Linked DNA regions of Xenopus tropicalis: region 1 is linked to region 2. A link is a contact called in public Hi-C data. All regions are on one chromosome and are shown on one strand. The core of a region is the stretch at or near the end of the contact, and the rest is flanking DNA. Distances in the headings are between cores, read along the strand shown.

Region 1 (7,174 bases), core at 2,632-5,131, 68 kb after region 2:
CCTGTTAGCATCCACAAATGCCTTATATTCTAATATAAATCCAGACTTGACCCTCCCAGCCATTGCCTGTTACAGACTAACTGTCTCCACTCACATAATAGGGGAAAGAGTTGAAAAGTGTGGAGCAGGAGAGATCATTTCATAAGGTAATGGCCAAGGTGCATCACTATGGCAAGGCTGGGCCCCCACTGGGAAGCGCAACAGGTTAAAATAACCAGTCCCTTTAATTGTATCAGTGTTTCAGCGTGATGCCATTTAGCCCCAGAGGTACCGCTCGCTGCTTTACACTTCCATCAAAGCTCCTTGTCGGGATAAAACAATTATCTGGGTCCCCCTGTGCGCTGTTTATTTACTGGAAATGCGGCTCAGGAAAAGTGAGGGACTGTGTGTAGTGTATGACTGTGTGTAACTGTGTGTAATGTGCTGTAATGTGTCCCCACTGAGCCGGGAAGCCTTAAATGTATATTGCAGTGTATATTGCAGTGTATACTGTCATTTCTGTTAGTGTGAAACCAGAATATACATTATACTCGTTTCCACAAGAATATATATATATGGTTTTTCACCAATTTTATTTTATTTTACCAATATCTACTGTATTTCGATCCGCTAATATGGATAGATGATGATGATGATGATAGATAGATAGATAGATAGATAGATAGATAGATGATGATAGATAGATAGATAGATAGATAGATAGATAGATGATAGATAGATAGATAGATAGATAAATGATAGATAGATAGATGATAGTAGTTCATGGTAAAATCCATAACTATACATTGAGACACAGACCTGACAGGCAGTGGGATAATAACAGAATAGATATAAAGCTGTTAGCTAGTTCAAGATAAAAGTGAATTTAGTAGAACTTTCTATCTCCCGATCACCGACATGCTAGAACATATTTGTGTGTATGGGTTGTCTATTTGGATCGACATTGGTCTGACTTTGTTGTACAACATTATGGCCATTAGGGATAGCCACCGTGGCAAAACTAGGGCAAACTGATTGTTCATTCTTCATTTGTCAGCAGAACACATTCAACTGATAGAGATTTGTCTCTCCTGGCTTTTAGGAAATTTGCCCCATATTGCTGTGGAATAGGGGAGTAGTGAAAACATTTATGAATTTAAACAATCAAATATACCAGTTATTTGGTTCATGTTTGTGTGTCTATGTGCAATTTTATTTAAATCATTATTCTAATACAAGCGATCAAGGTCAATATAATATAATAAAGGGTCGGACGCTGAGATCGGTCGTTGGCAGGTCACATCATTTAGATTCCTATAGGTAATAACAAATTCCCGTGCTATTTGGCTATTTTACTGTTTTGCAAGCAGGTAGATTTTCAGGCTGACTCTTCAAAGGCATCAAAGGGAAGTGATAGATTTGGTCAGAACATAAAATTCCCTGTTTCCAAAGAAAAAGGCAATGATCGGTATGACTGTGAGTCTCACACCATGGCCTCGCCCTACATTAGTACTTTGATGTAGCAGATAAAGACAGGTTAGTGGGAACTTGGAATTCTGCTACCTCAAATAAGAGAGCACTTTAGGAAATTGTAGGGCCAAATAGGCAATAGGTGTGAGGGGGACACACCCTCCCCAAATACACTGCCAGGGGGAATGGTATTGGCCAAGCTGCCTGGGATGGTACCAAGTCAATTGGTGCTACTAGGACCTGGCACTATTTATCAATTATTATTATGTATGTGTCTTTGTTTAAGTATTTTAGTTCAGTCTGGTTCTTGGTTACTTAGTGTTTATTTTACTCATGAAGAAGAGTAGAGCTAATTGCTATATATATATATATATATATAAGGATCGCTGGCACCAGTTGGTATAAACTTGTGTACTTATATACTGTTTGGAATCACCTACATTTGTTAGTGGAATTAAAGGGGACCTTGAATTCGTCTGACTTAGAATGGACACCTTCTATGACAAAGAAAGGGAACCTTTGATTCCCCGCATGTTTCCCAGCAAGTTCCAGCAGTGAAAGGGTTAATGGATACTCTCTTCATCTCTCTCGGGAAGGTGAGGAGAAATTGATACAGTGGCTATACATTCACCTGCCACAAAGTAGTCCATTAATATTAATGCAAGTGAGGTGTCAAGCACAGAGCCTGGGAACACAGGGAAGGTGTTAACGTATCTCCTGGGCTCTGCTCTTCATTAGGCCTGGCAGATCGGTGTCTGTATCGCGAATGAATAGTGCATGAGGCGCAGGCTGCTGCTGCCACTGATCGCTTTTCCTATTGAGTTTCCCTGGCTGCTGCCGCTGCCGCCGCTTGTACAACATAAGGGAGAGGATCAGGTGAGCAAGGGCAATCACGTGACGTGCCCTGGGGTGAAGTTGCCCGACTTGCAGGGTGTGAGCTTGGGGCCATGAAATCAGATAGTATTGTGGCGTGTGATAGACAGGGGGTTACAATCTGGGGCAATTACAGTGTAACTGGAGGCTTTTAGGCACGGGATCCTAATAGAGATCGTGCGCAACTATTATTTGGTTTACAGAAGACCAAAAAAAATGTGGTGGCCCTCCAGCTGCTGGTACCTGAGTCCCACATGCCTACTCTGCCTAGGTACTCTGTAACAGAAGGAGGATCGCATATCGGACAAGCCCCTCCCTAATAATCGATGTCGTTCTACCTACAGCAATCCAGCCCCATAGCTGGGCCCCATTGTTCCCCCTTGCCTGCATATGAATGTCTCTCTCTCCCTCTCTCTTGGGCCTCTCCGGCAGAACAATGTGCTTGTGTGTGTGATAACTAATGATTCTGAGAAATGATGGCCAAGCCCCTCAGGTAACAAAGGTTACCCGATAACCACATCTCACAACAGCCCCCTTTCTCATCCATTAATCAGACAGGTCACCCAGGGGCTGGCACCCACAGGACTTTTACTGAGTCTAAGCCCTGCTAATTAGCTGCTGAAAAGGGCCAGCAGATCACTAGCTTTCAGCACTGGCAAATGACCTTTCATTTTCTGCCCTTGCCAGTGGGAAACATATATATTGCAATGTTTAAGGCAAATTTCGTTTCATATGCTTAATATGTTCATGTATTTGGGCTACATTCGTTCGTTTAACTTTGTAAATGTATTCTGTATTTACGATATGGGACTTCATTTATGTATAACTTAACTCTATATTCTGGAGTGAATGGTTTTCGTTTAATGGCATGGAATCCTTTACCATTCCACCCTATAAAGCTGGCCTGGAATACATTCGAATGAATTAACTGACAACAGATTGAGATGTCCCCATATCAATATTCGTGCAACATGGTACTGTATTTAAAACAATTCGTTTAAGCGAAACACAAATCGATGCAGCAGTGATAATACTGAATTAGGGCCATACCGCTGTATTAAATAACGAATTTAGTGTAAAGTGGTAAACACATCTTTATACCTGCATAATTATCGGAAATGACTCCCTCCTAATATTTTTTAAGTAATTGGGGGAGAGATGCCAGATTTTAGTGATGGACAGGAAGTTGGAAGAAATATCTCCTAATTGCACATGAACCTATTTGCTGAGCTCTCCACTTTCTTTAGGTGGGATGATTAATTGCACTGACTTGTCACATTCTATGCAAAGCTGCCTTACCTAGGGCTGTAATTGTTTCATAGCGTTAGTTCATTATCCCACCCCCAGCCACCAGATTAACACTTGCACTGTATGCATAAGGCTGGAGGCCTATACTTTTCCATTTAATGCAGTGTTGTTGTTTTGTTTTGCTTTGAAAGAGCAATTCTGGGCACTGTTTGCAGATCCAGGTAGATTTAATGGTGGCTGCTACAGCTCAGTACAACACACAGTTTAGTGGGCCAGAAGCACTTGGGCAAACTAAGAGGCATTGTCATGCAAGAATGTCCCTGAGCCTTTCATCTGATAAGGGTGGGTAAAGCCGTGGGGTAGAACAAAGCCTTGGGTGTGGTGTAGAGATGCTGAAAGAGAAAGGAGGGTTATACCTGGGAGCCTGCAACAAACGGATCTTTCACTTTTAGGAATAATAAAGGACAAACTGTGCCAAAAGAAAGAAAAACTCCCTTTATGCCATTCCATAATATACTGCCCATGAGCTTTGATATCATCATGCGAATGGTGTTCCCCATAAATGTGACTAAGTCTAGGGGTAAAGAAATTCATTATGCCATATCGTTTTGATGTGACCGGATAAAATGTGTGGTGTGTTATCTCTTTACACCTCTGTTAAATATAGTGTTCAATAGATCACAAAAATATATACAAAATTATCGAGGTATATAATGATTAAAGGGCATCAGTGAAGCGAGACATCTAAGCAACTCCAGGTGTTTGAAGGTTTTGTACTGGAGCAAATATTCCCCAACCCGATGTGCATACAGGCAGCAGGGTGTACAATGGCATAGCGTGAGAAAGCAACATGGCAGCAGCTACTGGTCCTTTATGTCCTTATGTTTTAACGAAAATGTAAGAAAAATGTAATAAACAAATGCAAATGGTACAATCAGCAGATGAAGAAATGTCAACCTACCAAATTCCATAATAAAAAAGATGACTAGTATATATGTAAAAATAACATACCTGCCGAATTTTGCGATAATGCGTTTTTATTAAATGAGAGGCAAATAAATAATCAGTGATATAACTTTAGTTAGTAAGACAACATAGAAACCGGACACTCTTCCGTTAAAGAAGAACTACATCGAAAAACTGCTTATTAATGAAAGATATGCAATTTTAAACCACTTTCAATGATGCCTTGGTGAATTATTTCATTTGGTTTTATAGTTGTCTGCACTCCTGGTTCTGACTTCTGAAACAATGCCGAGGAAACTTTGAGCAGAAATGGCTTCTGTTATATCGTTTCAACAGTTTGAAGCAGAGAACAGAAAGGTATAAACAGATATTTGCTTCAATAGCAGTTATATTCACACATAACTTTAACATTCATTGACATTACAGATGGATGTATATTGGAACGCTTCTTAGAATGACATCATTTACACCACAGTTTTGGTGAAGATGGTCCTTAACCTCAACTTAATTTTAATGACAAATATATTCTTAAAAAAATCACAGAAACTCTTGTGCTTTTCTGCCTGACTACAAGCTGCCTCAGTGATCAGTCGAATTTACTAAGTATACTTCTGTGACTAATGTGTTTGGCATTTACAGAGATAGCGGCGGCGCACAGCAATCTTGTACATGTGATTTTAATAAATCGGCCCCCTGTGGAACACAAACTTTTCCCTTTATAAACGGAAGTGGGGGAGTGAGTAATTTGTACAATTGGGCTAGTTCTGATCGTCTCTCAGATTAGGATTTTAACCCTTTCTTAAGGTGTGTATTATGCTGCCTTGGAATTTAACCCCCCCCAACAACACGCAATTCCATGGGTTTGATTTACAGCCCCCCTCCCCAATACACACACGTTGAGCATATATTTACCTTTCCTAATGTACATTTTGTGCCTTAATAATTTATTTCTGAATAGCATAAACAAATTGCCCGTAACCTTTTAAAAATATTGATTGGCGAAATATTAGGTCATGGACTTTAATGTCCTATCTATTCCAGTTCAGTCTTTTTCACATCTCTCTTAGAAAATGTGCAATATTTAGGCGATTATCAAATCTACTGTTTTCATTTAAACGAAATCATTTAGTATAAGACGCTAAATCATTACACAGTCACTGCGGGTCGTTTTATAGTTACAAAATAAATATCAACATCCTGCGACTGTCCATGGTTTCTCAGTGGAAATAATGGAAAGCTGCAAGTGTAAAATCAAACTTTCACTCAAAATTGTTAGCTTTATAAATTGGCTAGTTGGCACAATATTACATTAGTGTTAGTGTGCAGTGTCAGGTTACAGATTAACAATGCCTCTTTTTTACATGTACAAGATTAATTTATGGAAACCAAAGACATCACAAGACTTACAGATATATTGGCGATCCCTACAATATAATGAGCACCAGATACGTTTATGTAGAGATAAAACGTTATTTCATACGCAGACCCCATTATATTAGCAATAGGAAAACAGGTTTCACAAACAATTTAATACAAATACAATTAATATTTTAACATTTACAGTTTAAAAAAACAGTGTTTCACACATAAAGACATCTGGGCTACCTATCAATTTTCTGTCTAATTACTATATTATATATATTTTAATCTCTCATTGCTCTTATTATTTTATCTCTCTCTCGATCCCTCTATATCTATCTCCATGGCTATCTATTCTAATCCACAGCAGATGTAGCACTCCATTACAGCAAGGTCTAAAAGCCCAATTCATCAAACAAAACTGGGTTAGTGTTGCTAAACATAAAAACGAATGTAAAGTTCACATGTGGTCCAACATTATGGATTCAAGGGAATAACCTACACCCTGTTATACAGAGATGGATGGCGCTATCAGGCTGAGCCAAGCTAAAGGGTGATTGGCACTCAGTGCCTTCTTGTTGGAAGGAGTTAGACCTGTGCTGATGTTATTACTATGGTTATTACTATGGGATACTGCTCAGTGCAGCCTATTAGTACTCCATACAGTAGCTGCACAACTGGGCACCATAAGGAATTGCTCTGCCTGCCCGAAAAATGCCCCAGTGTGAAGGAAACTAGCGAATAATTTAAGATTGGATTCACCTAGAAACAACAGTGTTTCCAGCTGATAAGTACAACAACCTAAAAAGTAACAAAAGACAAGAATCTATAGGGAATTAGAAGAAATATGGGCGCACCAGTAAGCGGCACCAGTAACCTGATGAGATGAAGATACAAAGAAATCAATTAGTTATTGTGCGGTGGGGCAGAGATGAAGTGACATGGGCAGCGGCAAAACAGAAGGTGTGATTTCCCTCATTAGGATTAGCAGCCATTAGCACATTCAATTTTGATGATCCTGCTTGTATTTCTGTAACACTTATCTGACTGGCAGCGTGATTGGGCTCTGCTTAAATCGGCCAGGCTCTTGGTTACCATTGTCTTTATGATGATGATAGTTATAAGCACAACACACAGGGACAGCGCAAAGTGATCCGGAATCGCCAGGGGTTTTGCTATAAACATGCGCCCCTAGTGGATATGCTTGGGAGCGCGGATCAAATAAACGTAATCTAAGGGTCTTCCAGATGTCCCTGAAACCGGACCGTGAAGAGTTAAT
Region 2 (7,152 bases), core at 4,286-6,785:
TAACAGTGACTTAACAAGTGACAAAACAAAGCTTTGAGCTCTTACCTCTTTGCATCCTGATGCATATTTGAAAAGCAGATTCCTGGGCAAAGATGCTTGTGCCTGAGCTACATTACTGCCCTCTGAGCTGCTGTCCGAGGAGTGATCCTTCACAATATATGTGCACTTTTCTTCAAATTCAGTCTCTGACCACAACGTCATATCAATTCCTTCCATATCCATTTTCATTGTTTAGTATGTTTCCTCCTGTCAGGGAGTATCAGAACCTGTAATTGCTGTTTGCTGTGTGGCAGCCTGGAAAAGGAGAGACAGGAGGAATAAAAATACAAAGTCCATCAGATGATGTGGTTTTCTCTGAGACAGTGTGAGTAATATTTCAGTCTGTGGTACCTTGGTACTTAATGCATAGCTGATACAGAAGAGTAATATCCAAGGGAGGAAAAAAAAGGTAAAAAAAAGAAGAAAAAAAAACATAAAAACTAACAAAATGCAGTTTTTCTGTGCATTTCATAGCATCTTTCTTCCTAGCTGCTACACACAGGGGCCACCTTGTCACCTACCTGTGATACCTTAAGAAAACTGTTGCATGATTTCTTGTATCTTCTATTCTCTATCTAAGAATGCTACAAGTTGTGGCAGCAAGATCACTGTGTGTCTTTTGGGATCAGTGCCTTGGAAAGTGTCACAAACAAGGAAAGGAAGAGGAAGAAGCCGTTGTCTACGTCTGAATGAAGCTAAAAATGGAAATTGCATGCTACAAGGAGCGGAACTCAGCCTGTCTCTTCCGAATGGGGAAGCCTGAACTTTCCCACCAGCTTCCAGCTCGCAAACAACTTTCAAAACAACCTAAGTCCTCTGACGTCTTCTTTTTCATCCTGCCGAGGGTATTAAAAAAAAAAAATCCCTACATCCTGCCAGGATCCCTCCTAGATAACTAGAAAGGGGTCTCGCTTAACTCCTTCACATTCAACAAGTACATGCAGCACTGGCAGAGTACTAGAGCAGGCAGATCCACAGCTACTCAGTACGTCTCAGTTCAGCAAAAACCTTTTCTATTACTATGGATAAAATAACCACATGTCATTACACACTAATCCTTATGCCATAAGGTATTATTTAAATCAAATAAACTGATTTGTCTATACATGCCTCTACCAAATCCAACAATACAATTAAAATATCATGTTCTGATTAATAATCATCTCTATTAAATATTCAGGGTTTCTAGATAAAAAGGTGTTACATTGAGTTTTCCATTTGCCTACACAGTATATGGGCTCTGCACTCTAAGTAACATAAAAAAAAACATTAAACAATCATGAATGATAAAGAAAAAAAGATCAGAAACCAAAACCACCACAAGAGAAGCTTGAAGTTTAAAGCAGATACACTGAAAACAGGACAAAATTACTCGGCTGACACCACAAAAGAAAAAAAAGAAAAAGAAAAGAAGTCACAAGGAGAAAAATTCTTACCAGGCAATTTCCACACAATTTTCACTATAAAAATCCAACATTGGAGGTGCTTCCCTTATAAATACACACAGTGCATTGTCTTGCCAGTGGTTGTAGTATTATAGTACACAGAGGAGCTGACTCCACACCTTGGACTGACTCTCCTCCTGCTTGCTTTCTCTCATACTGCCAGACAGGTGCTCTGTGCTCTGCTTTTTGCCTCACAGATAGACTGCCTGGAGGACTCTGGGTTACGCCACAACTGAAGTCTATGTGAAACCAAACAGACTGACTGGTTCCTTTCTCTTCCTATTATTAGCTCTTGTGATTTACTTACGCTGCTGTCACAGTGAGGGTGGGGCTACCTGGGATTCTGGCTAGTGCCGGCTCATCACAGCCTTCTAACACTTGACAAATTTCAAGGTATTCAAATACCTTGCAACTTTCATTGGTTGGAAAGCTTAAACCAAGATTAAAAATTATGAAATAAAAGAGGAAGTATATACCTCCCCCTTGTTAGCTGGGTTTGTGAACTTTTCATGAAAAGAAATACAGAATTATTTAATGCATGGCTACACTAAATGTTCAATTAAAGCACAAAGGGGACACGTAGCTATAACTTATTTTAAAACAATGCATATTTTATATTAATACATGAAAATTTTATGTGCTAAGCCAACGCAGATGCTGTTATTTTTGCCATACAAAGAATTTCATATACACTAAGTTCCTTGGCTACACAGAAAGAGCTAATTTGTATCCCTCCAGCTGTTTCTGAACTACAGCTTTCAATCTAAGCATTATAGGGCATGCTGGGAGCTGTAGTTTAGAGTCACAGAAACCTATAGTGTGTATGTTTGTGTTAGCAGGGTCACAATAGGAGGTATATCCCTATGCCCTAAAATGAGCCTTTTTCTTCTCATGAGGACTGGTAGGGGTAGAGCATCTAAAAGGGTGAGCTTTTTAAGCCTGCAGAGGGTTGTGAAAGGAGGCAATAAATTGTCCAAATTCATCAACAAAGAGCACAAAGTCTACCGGAAATTGTGCAAACAGCTGCGTTAAGCCAAAAGTAAGCCAGTTTAAAAAATGTTTTACGAAGTCCCTGGCAATTGCAGGCTTGCTGTGAAACAATGCAATTCATAGCAGGGTGAGCAAGAGTTAAAGTAGCGCTGCTGACTCACAGCAACCCAGTGCATAGAAACAATGCAGTTGTACTGAAGGTGGCTCTAGCTACACAGAAAAGAAAAACAAGACACTTTGAGATGCAGATGCCTCCCAAGCTTTTCATTCACTATTAGCAGTTCATAACACAGAGATGGGGGGAAAAAAGAAGTGAGACGGAAGACTCAAAACAAACTTAAAGCAAAGGGACAACTTTTCTTATGGTAAATAGCATTTATACAGAAAAGTTTGCAAATGCAAGCCTTCTCAGGGCTGTTTGAAACTGCATCTAATGAATGTAGAAGCAGGGCAGGGAACCGAAATTCTGAATATTGGATGCCTTTAACCGTCTGGCAGACAAAATGCACACAAGCAACAACAGTGCTGGCATACATTTTAATAATGTACAGTCATTTCTATTAATTTGTGTTAAACAGCATTAGGTTTTAAATTTTGAGTAATATTAAAGAAAAAGGGCAAAGCCTGGACTTGAAAAAATAAAAATACGATTGGGTGACCCTGTTTGCAAAAGCTTACAACCCATATTTATTATTATTGGTTATATAACTGTGGTTTTCTGTTCATAGAGCTTTACTAGAGTCTTCCAATAGATTTATTTCTTAAGGTTTAAGACAAAGAAGCAAAAGGTTCACTTCTAAACACCAATGGACATCAAATGTTCAATATTTCCATCTAGTATTTATTTATAAATTAGTAGTAGAAAATTAAAGTACCTACATAAATTATAACTAGGTTATTTGATTTGAATTATATATATTCATAGTGTATAATTGAATTAAAATGTAAAAGAAAGATGTGCAGACCATCCATGAGATGGTCTAGTTGGAGAATTTATTTTTCATTTAATAGCCAATTCCTATCTCTGCAGCATTTAACATGCAATAGTGAGAAAAGCTTTTAAAAATAAAGGTATAAAATGGCATTTTAAAAGAGTTTGTCCTTGGCTATCTCTTATTCTATCAAACTATCTATTGTTTCTTGATGGATCTGAATGAGAGAAGGTGGAGTAAGAAGGTTAATGTTCAATAGGTAGCTCTCAATCCCCTCAAGGAATACAGTTGCTGACAGAAGTGCAACTCCCTGGCCCTCTTCAAACTTCCTCTATAAATGCAGCAACTCAAAAGAGATAAGGAAAAAAAAGGACACTGAGGAGTAGTGACAACAAGCAACCAGTCTTCAAGAAAGACATTGTTCTTAGACAGATAATCCTACAATGGAGAGTCCATTAAAAGGTATTAGGAGGTTGGCAGCCGTCGTGATCTGGAAAAAGGACCCTGTCCTGACAATAGACAATTAAAGCTGATAAATCTGCGCTACTTCTTGCTATTCTAATTCCTCATAATTGTATGCTGCTTGCCCTGCCGCCTGCCGCACGGGGATGATGCGTGTTTGGTATAATCCCCTCACAAGTACCTGACCTACTTCCTGACATGGTCTTTTCAGGGCCAGACTTCTTGCCCATCTGGATCTTTCCCTGAAGCTTCTCTGACTCTAGTCACACCCTCCCTTCTGTGCCCACCACAGTATCTAGGCCTGGAGCAGACAAGGGCAACCCCTCACAAGACACATCCAGATCAATATTCCCCAGCACCAGACAATACACTAATCTGCAATAACAGCTAATCATGCTCAATTTGGCTCACCAGTGATTAAACTGTACTTTTCATTAAGCTCAGAGAACAAGGCAGACACACAGTGACACCATCTGAGACATAGTCGGAAAAAAAAGGAAAACTGGTAGAGGGATTTTGTGCAATGACTTAATTATTTCCGAATTCTGCCAAGAAGCAGCTACAAATAATTCCCCCATCCTCAAAATAATCCAGACAATGAAAACATTGCTACTTGAGCAAAAGTAAACTTTCCTATGCATGTATTCTAAAAAGTGATCTAACATCAGGAGTGTTTTTAGCAGCTCTTGTTAATAATTTAAATAATACTTGCTTACCAAGACTTTCTGTTTTTCCACACAAAATACATGCGCAACAGATTTAATATTAATACAGTCAGACCAAGAAAATATTAAATGTGTGGCTATTGCCTCTTATTAATATCACTGATCTGCAATGTGAGGAGGGCTCTTGTTGGTGGAGTTAAGCACTGTATACCTCTTACTGTATGTGCCATCCATCTTCAGCACAGTGGATGTCAGACTGTTAACAGTATAACTCAGATAACTCACTTTTTTGTGATAAAGCAGGAGCAGGCAGCACCCAGCAGGAGCTTTACTGATAAAACTGTGTCAAACTGAAACCATGTGTCAAATTAGAAGGGGCAATGTTGAAATATGAAGCTCAGGAAGTTGATTTATCTGGTACAGTACATTAACTAGTATAAATAACAAGGGTGGAAAGTAAACACTTTTACTGAGCAGTATCTTCATTCAGCCAAGGAAAAACAATGGGAGTCCTTGCACCCAGCGTTGTAAAAAGCAGGAACACGGCAGGTTTCGGACTTATTACTCTCAGCTTTTAATCCCATCACAATGCAATGTTTGTTTATACAAAAATGTTAAGGTTGGTTGCTTAAATCGATCACTGCATAAGCATAGATATAAATACTTAGAAATGTCCCTCCGTTTTTTTTTTATAAGGAAATTAAGAGTAACATTAGTCTATAGAAAAACAACTTAAAACAATCAACAGTAAAATTCATGGACAGTTACAAACAGCAATAAAATAAATTCCTAAATTATTAATAGTATTAATAGTACTAGTAATAGCAAAAGTAGAATATTAAAATACAATTTTTTTTACCTTGATGTACTTCCATAAAGCAGGTATCCAGTCAACACTAAAAGCATTCCATAGTATTAGTCCATGTGCACAATCTGAGCTTGTGTCTGCTCTGATTCACCTACTGCTGCTTACACACACTCCAAATGGCTCTTTAAATCTAGACTTCTCCCTAGGCTGCACCAAGGATTTTAAAGTTTCCCCTTACTACAACCCTTCTCCCTCCCCTTGCCTCAGCTCCACCCCATTTAGTAATTAGGCTTAACAAGAGCAATTAACAAAACAAACTCTTTTTGGCAAGCCTGCCTGATAATTCCGATTGCCAAATTGTTTTAAGATGTGTAAGACAGTTTGCTTAGGCTGAGTGAAATCAGACAAAAAGGGAGCCGTACAATAGAAATCCTGCTTAATATGAATGAGTTTTATAAGCCACATGGCTTGTTTGTGTTGGAGAGAGCAGGTCAATTGTCTACACAGGGGGAAAAAATCAACAAATAATTTCAGTTACTTAGAGCTGGAGCACTCTTTAAATTGTGGAATAGAAATCTGATAGCCATAGCTAAACTTTCAACCTAATCCATTTAACAAATACACTTTATGCTAATATTTTCTATGAGATGCTAAAAAATTACAACAAAATAAGGAAAAGAGTTCTTCCCTATTAAATAAACCAACATATAACCTTAAAAGAGCTTTAGATCATTTTGGAAATAGTTAGAAACCTGTCTATTGCAATATTTTTAAAAATTGTAAGTAATTTCAGTTAAGCAGGGGCTTGAATGTGTGATCCTTAGAACATAAGAAATCTTATTGGAAAAAGCATGTATTTCATAAAGAATAGAATTAATAGAACAAATCGAATCAATCAAATGTCTTAAGATATATATTTGGAAATGATTTCATTCCAACTTAATTGATTATGCTTGTGTAGGAGAAAGAATATAAATTCTAGGATCAGTAATTTTTAGAAGGAAAAACTAAAAAAAGATTAGAATATACTTTACACACACTTAATAATTAATCTCCTTATTATAAGTTCTCCAAGTCATAAACTGTATGTTATTCAAATTTCCTAATTTTGCTAATTAAAACATTTTAAAATGTTAAGACTTTCAGTGGCAGCAGTATTATACTATTTTGCCAAATGAGCGGTGTGCCACCTGTTGGCATTCTAGTTATCTCCTACAATGTAGGCAAAGCTTTGTACTTCTTTATAACCTGACAGTTATATGGTAAATCAATGTATTTGCATTTTTGTACCAGCTCAGTCATTTATATGTAAATGAATTCTTTGATTAATAATCACCATTCATGGTATGTGTTGCAGTGTCTCTCAGTCTGGAACACTTTCTGTTAAACACAGTTGTACTGTACTGACTGTGCTATTGAACATATACATACAATAATACATTTTATTGCTTTTATACTTTTGGAAGTTATCAGATTCCTAATATTTTTCTCTTTTTTCCCACTAAATGCAGAGCATGTGTTTTATTTTTGTCAGCAGAATTTAATTTAAAATTAGCTCATCATTGCATTGTAGTCAAAGAAGAAAGTTGACGAAAATGCATTACAGCATTGATAAAATAAAAATTTCATGAGCACAATATAGCTGTAAGTTGTGCAATGAGCGTATTTTCTTTCAGCTACTTAGTACCAATAAAATGAGTTATTATACTATTTCCATAATAGTATTCGTGAGGTATTATATATGTGATTATTCTCAGTTTGCAGACTGGTATGTGAGTGGTATGCCCCTTTGTCACAGGTTTGTTCCATGT

The links. A called contact is a pair of places that touch in the nucleus more often than the background predicts.
Region 1: a Hi-C map of neurula embryo shows a contact between it and region 2, with 3 times the contacts expected there. The contact joins the enhancer-like site here to the promoter of prdm1 in region 2. A contact is called at or near these places in 5 of 5 Hi-C or Micro-C datasets (brain, gastrula embryo, liver and 2 more).

The regions. Positions count from the first base shown.
Region 1 is chr5:79,588,395-79,595,568 of UCB_Xtro_10.0, forward strand. No RefSeq gene overlaps it. Among named protein-coding and RNA genes, the nearest start is that of prdm1, 68 kb to the left of the region's middle. Within about 2 kb of position 3,882, at least 4 of the 11 cell types and tissues checked have an H3K27ac peak or open chromatin away from gene starts, as enhancers often do. A contact at or near this core is called in gastrula embryo and neurula embryo, where this site is marked.
Region 2 is chr5:79,518,888-79,526,039 of UCB_Xtro_10.0, forward strand. prdm1 (PR domain zinc finger protein 1) reads right to left here and starts at 5,536. Exons shown (of 7, transcript XM_002937157.5): 1 at 5,393-5,536; 2 at 46-294. The coding sequence starts at 228. It also overlaps a transcript of atg5 not described here.